2 separate regions of the Mus musculus genome follow, and region 1 is linked to region 2. The links are chromatin contacts, called in public Hi-C maps. All regions are on one chromosome and are shown on one strand. Each heading gives the region's core, a stretch centred on a gene start, on an enhancer-like site or on the middle of the called end of the contact. The rest is flanking DNA. Distances are from core to core; before and after follow the strand shown. Region 1 has its middle 230 kb from the start of Gm32171. Region 2 has its middle 14 kb from the start of Gm31928.

Region 1 (2,985 bases), core at 316-2,815, 870 kb after region 2:
GATGAAACTTCAACTAAAAAAAAAATGCCTCTATCAGATTGCCTGTAGATGGTAATGCATTTTCTTAACTAGTGATTGATGAGGGAAAGCCCATCCCATGGCGGGCAGTGCTACTCCTGAGGAGGTATTCCTGAGTTGTGTAAGAAAGCAGACTGAGATTGGAGTAGCCTTCCTCAATGGCTTTTCCTTCAATTTCTGGCTCCAGTTTCTTGCCTTGAGTTCTTGCCCTGATTTCTCTCTGTGATAGACTGAGACCCGAGCATTGGAAGATGAAATAAATCTCCTCTTCTCCTTCCTCCTCCTCTTCCTCTTCCTCTTTCCCTTCCCCTTCCTCTTTCTTCTTCTTCTTCTTCTTTCTTCTTCTTCTTCTTCTTCTTCTTCTTCTTCTTCTTCTTCTTCTTCTTCTTCTTCTTCTTCTTCTTCTTCTTCTTCTTCTTCTTCATCCTTCTTCAGAACTGAAGTTTCACATTCTTCTTCTTTGGGAACAGAACTTTCACATTTGAGTCTAAGGTCAGAATTTAAAACGTCAAAAAGGATGCAACTGACCAGCTTCAAGTCAGGAGGAGGACCTAGATAAAATGAATGAAAACAGGTGAAACTTGAAGCAAATTGGAGCAGATTTCAAAACTGTTAGGGGCTGACCAGTCACATAATGATAGAAATTAATTTATGTACAGTATCACACTTAATGTGGAAACATTTTGAAATGCAAGTTTTAAGTTGCCAGACACATGATGTGATTTCCACCTTAATGATGGCAAATGTGACTCCCAGAGCTGTTGAAAGTCGTGTTGAGCTACTACACAGGCAGCTATGGGTCATCCAGTCAGTTACTTTACCAGCATGTCAGTGACCTCCCTTGATAAAAGTGCCCTGCATAGGCATCATGAAGGAAGGAGGGAGGGAAGGATTGAGGTTGTAGCAAAGGCGGATTGACACTAATCGCTTACATGACATCACCAAAGGAAGGATTGAAAATGAAGACCTAGGTTATGAATGGGATCAGCTGCTTCCTGACCCAGAGATTGTTACCTGTGGTCCAGCAATCACATGTTCACTTTTGCCATGGTTTCTTTAAGTTTTGTCATTACTGTCAGTGACAGTACATGAACTGTTCCACATAGCCTGGGACCTTCTTTAGCAATCGGGAGACTGTGGGTTTTAGCATCCTGAATGTCTATTTCCTGGGCCTCTTGCTTCCTTTGGGACTGCTCTTCGCAAATGTCTGTGGTTTCCGACAAAAATCAAGTTTCCCTGCTTTCCAGAGTTCTTAGACCCGCTGAGCTTTTCAAACTATAGTTTAAGCTAAATGTTATCCCATTTCAGTCTCCAAGGAAGTGGAAAATTCCTCCAGAGGAGAGTCATTATATACAGACATGGATGCCTTGGCTCTTCTGAGCCAGCTGCTGGATAAACCTGTGTGAGAAGCTTTAATGCAATGTGAACTTTAACGTGACAATTAATGCTGGGACCTTTTCTCTGAGGCAATTAACTTCCTCTTTTCTGTCTAACTGTGGCTTCAGCACTGACTGCAGGCAGGAAATGAATGTCACCAGTACTGTCACAGTCAGTCAACCTAGACTTGCACCACCTGGGCCTTTCAATCCACTGTTACTTTGCATCTTTGATGCTTAGTAAACTCAAGATTTCCTCCAGGTGCTATGATATGTAGAAGAGAAAACATCCAGGAGCATCGCCAAAGCAAGCAGAGTTCTCAGCATCCAGAGATGCCACCAAGGTACATTTCTAAACTGGCATCTTCTGGATGCCCTCAACAGAGAAGTGAAACTATATATTCTCATACTTCTGTCTCTGTATGTAGTGCTTTGAGCTTGGATGTTTATGTTAATGTCAGGAAGATATTTTTTCTGCAGTAGTAGATGAGATAAACAGAATAAACAAATTTAAAACCCATTACCCGGTCAGGAATGTCAAGAGGAATACAACCTGGAAATAACTCTGAATTGATTTTGAGATATACTGAACTAATAAAAGGAAAGGAAAAGAAAAGAAAACACAGAAAAGAGGGCACAACATATATAAGCCTTGTGTACTGAAAGGGACAGGTAGTACTGTGGTATAAGCCTCCAGTCTAAGCTAAAGTGGCAAAGATAACTAGTTGTTTTTCACCGAGAAGGATGGGGGACAGTAGGAAGTACAGTATGAAGTTCAAGTATTCCTTCTATGACTTTTATGAAGTCCTGTAAGAAACAGAGAAAACATGCTTTGTTTTTTAAAAGGGGAAAAAAGGCGGGGCGTGGTGGTGCATGCCTTTAATCCTAGCACTTGGGAGGCATTGGCAGGCAGATTTCTGAGTTCGAGGTCAGCCTGGTCTACAAGGTGAACTCCAGGACAGCCAGGGCTATACAGAGAAACCCTGTCTCGAACAACCAAAAAAAAAAAAAAAAAAAAAAAGGGAAAAAATAGAATTCTAGAAATCACCGTGAAAGTTGCTTAAAGCAAATTAAGGGTGCCTGCACACACAATCTATAGGATTTTTTACTCTACTAGGTCAGTAGTGATGGCACCAGATGGTACCTAGTTAGAAGGAAAATCTTAGGTCCTATCCCAGAGCATCTGAGTCAGATTCGATTTTTAAAGACCAATTACAAGACAGCCATCAGGTCTAGATAAGCTCCAAGTTTATCTGTAGGTTAGATAGCATTAGTGCTAAGCAATGCTTTTGGTATGGTTTTGTTTTTAAGAATGACTGTCCAGCCTACAAGGCTAGTGATTTTAAGCTATTTTCTGTTGCTCTTCTGGTTCTTTCTCAAGCTTTTTGCATGCATGTGTAAGAAGACCAGTGATATTGAAATGTATTACTAGCCTGGGGTCAAGCCTGGGGTTATGACATTGCTCACACACACACACACACACACACACACACACACACTCACACATACACAAATAGAATAAAAAATGAGTGCTGTTAAAATTTGGTTTTAAAATTATGTCTCTATACTGTTTCTTCATCCCACAGGTCTC
Region 2 (3,148 bases), core at 186-2,685:
TCTGGTCAGGAGCTTCCGTGTTTCCCGGGGGTTGAGTTCAGACAGAACTTGTTTGGGGTTTATGGCTTTTTAATGAATCTTTCCATCTCTTTTTATTTTTGTAGAAGCATTAATAAAACACAGTATCTGTGCGCTAAAAACAGTCCAAAAATCATGCCTATTTTACTGGAAAAGAGGCATTTTTTGTTTGTTTGTTTGTTTGTCTTTAATTAAAATAGGGTCTCATGCAGCCTGCGATAACCTTACTATGTAGCCAAGGATGACCTTGAAGCCCTGGCCCTCCAGCTTCTATCTCCTGAGTGTCAAGACTACTGAGTGCTGGGATTTTGAGCATGCATGACCACACCTGATTTTTGTAGCACTGGGATTCGAACCCAAGGCTCTGTGGTACCAGGTGAGTACTCTGACAGTTGACATCTGGAAATCCCTATCAAAGTTCAGAATGTAAAGGGCTCTTCCCACCACACCCACCCCTCTGGGTGCTGAGCTCTGCTCTCTCTATTTTGTTCTGTAGATGAAGGCTCTGCCCTGGTCAGAGAGGTGAAGTAACTTGCTCAGAAACACACAGCAGCAGGAGGGTGAAATGCTTTCCAAGCAGTTCAGGTTTCCTTGATAACAGAGGCCAAGTTCTGTCATTTCCACACTAGGCAAGCCTCACCACTGAGCTCCACTCCCAGCCTTCCCAGGAATTTTTATCTGGGTGTTCTTCAAGAGTTTCTTCATTAAAGCTTTCCCTTTCATCGTTGCAATTCTGTTTGAGTTTGCTCCCGGCTCATCCCCCTTTTCCAGGCCTTAGGTTTCTCATTTTGGCCACCAATACCTACAGACCAAGACGCCTCAGAGCGAAAGACAGGGGAGGGTCTTTCAGACCCGAGATCTGAAACAGTGATGTTTCAGAAACATGAACAGCAGCCATGAATGTAGCTACCCTCACTATCTGTGGTTTTGCTTTCCATAATTTCAGTTACCTATGGTCAACCACAGTCCGAAGATATAAATGGAAAATTCCAGAAGTAAAATTTTAAAAATTGTTAAGTTATAAATAACTGTGTTATAGAGTATGCTATGGCAACCATTCTATTGTATTATAAGTTACTGATGTTAACCTCTTACTAATTTATAAACAAAACTCTACCCTAGGAATGTATGTATGGACTACCATACCATAAACATAGGATTCGGCAGCATCAGACTGTGAGGCAGATATAGGTAGATACAGAATGTACTGAACAGGGTTTTGTTGGTCCAGCATAAGTAGCCTTTTGACTTTGTTTTCTTCCTTCAGAGTCTGGTGTCTAGGAGCCATAAGTACACACATCAACAAATATTTGCTGTGTTCTTCTGTGTGTTGGCTGGGATGATTACGCTGTGGTGACAGGTGCCAAACCTCAGTTGTCACGCAGTCAGTGACACTTCCTACTCTCGCTGTGTGAACGCTCTGGGCTGGCAGGGGTGGGGGTGGAGGGCTTTGCTCGGATCAGGCTGAAAAGCAGCTGCCACCCTGACACGTGCCAGAGGATAAAAACACAAAGGCTGAAATTCTTCAGCTTCTGCCAGAAGTGAATCAATTAGTGAAAGCAAGTCCCGTGTCCATCAGAGGCCTCCCCAACTTCAGGGCAAGGAAGTAGGGATTCTGGTGCAAACTCTGATGGGAATATCTGGTGATAACATCTCATGTGCCTAATGTTGGGTCAAGTATTACTGAAGAAATAATTAAGAGTCTCAATGTTGCCTGAAAGAAACTTGCTACTAGACTAGGACACATCATCTCCGAGATGACTGTAGAACACTATGAAGTAGTATAAGGTCCTGTTCCTTGTCAAGCCACATAGGAGGGACAGGACAACTTCAGATGGTGCTTGCAGTCCTGAGAAGGCAATTGAATAGGAGACTCAGACCTGGAAAACATGTCTTAAGTAATGAAAGGTTTAAACAGAAAGGCTAGCTACATAGCTTACAAGATAAAAAGACTCCTTAGTGTTGATGGCTTTTGTTACCTTAACTCTGCATCATCTAACTCTTTGCAAGACTCCCTTGAAAACTTGTATCAGCTTGTTTCTTCCTTTGATAAGCTACAAGCTTATTTTAAAAGCAGAATCTTCCTTATCTTTGATTGTCAGTTCTTATCTGGTATCTAGGGCACAGAAGGGTGTGTGACTTGTTGTTTGGGTGAGCTAATCTTGCTGAGCTATCTTGAAACAGGGTCTGCAGGAGAAAAGTGCACCCAGATCCTGAGACCACCCACAGAAGCATCCTCGGCAGGCCGGAGACCCAGGATCACTTCTGCTCTTTCTTTACCAACCAAGCTGCCTTTACCTACGCTCACCATATACCTTCTCTTCCTAGGACATCTTCTTTCAGATATGGGCTTTCTCAGGAAGGAAAGGTTCCAGTCTTCTAAAATAGCAATTGCTTATAGATGACATCTTGTCCGTGCAGCAGAGTCGGTCAAGAACACCAAGAGATGTGAATGTTTAATACTTGGAGATTGCTACACTGTGGGTTTCTCCAGTTTACTGCTGCTGGTGACTCTGTGGAAACAGACCCCCCTCTTCAATTAAATCTACCAGCAGAGGAGGGCTAGGACACAGGTGTTTTGACTCCTCTCTTTCAACTCTGCTCTCATAGATGGAGGTTGCCATTTAAACTTGTTGATGAAGCTCACATTGACCTTGCATTTGCCCTTGAATTGGGACAATATTTAAAGCAACACAGAAACAACCAAAAGGAGACCGAAATAACGTGGTTTCTATGGTAAGAGGTGAACAATACCACAGTCAATACAAACAGAAGCTCTCACAGAAACCTCAGCTGACCAAGAACATTTAACTTCTGTAAATGACATCTGGGCCACGTGGGTGGGGCTTCGAATCCCCTCGAGGCTGGCCAGCTAGTCACACTGCCATGAGGGGGGACTTGTTGAGCTTCAGTAGGCACTGTCACTGTTTTGTGGGCATCTATCTGAAGTCAGTTCCAGTTCAGCTCAGAGCTGTACCTGATTTCTGAGCTCCAGGCTTGCTACCTGTAAGGTAGGGTAAGGATTATAGTATATTTGTCCAAAATATCAAAAACAAGAGTGGAAATGTGGGACAAACTGCCATGTCAGACCCAAGAGATTATTTCTATTCCCAAACCCAGGCAGGATAAA

Evidence for each region. A called contact is a pair of places that touch in the nucleus more often than the background predicts.
Region 1: a Hi-C map of pre-B cells shows a contact between it and region 2, with 3 times the contacts expected there. The contact joins two enhancer-like sites. A contact is called at or near these places in 1 of 484 Hi-C or Micro-C datasets (pre-B cells) and 1 of 115 datasets of contacts at active chromatin or transcription factors (large pre-B cells).

The regions. Positions count from the first base shown.
Region 1 is chr9:33,481,871-33,484,855 of GRCm38.p6, forward strand. No RefSeq gene overlaps it. Among named protein-coding and RNA genes, the nearest start is that of Gm32171, 230 kb to the left of the region's middle. Within about 2 kb of position 1,566, at least 42 of the 459 cell types and tissues checked have an H3K27ac peak or open chromatin away from gene starts, as enhancers often do. A contact at or near this core is called in pre-B cells, where this site is marked.
Region 2 is chr9:32,614,721-32,617,868 of GRCm38.p6, forward strand. No RefSeq gene overlaps it. Among named protein-coding and RNA genes, the nearest start is that of Gm31928, 14 kb to the right of the region's middle. Within about 2 kb of position 1,436, at least 67 of the 459 cell types and tissues checked have an H3K27ac peak or open chromatin away from gene starts, as enhancers often do. A contact at or near this core is called in pre-B cells, where this site is marked.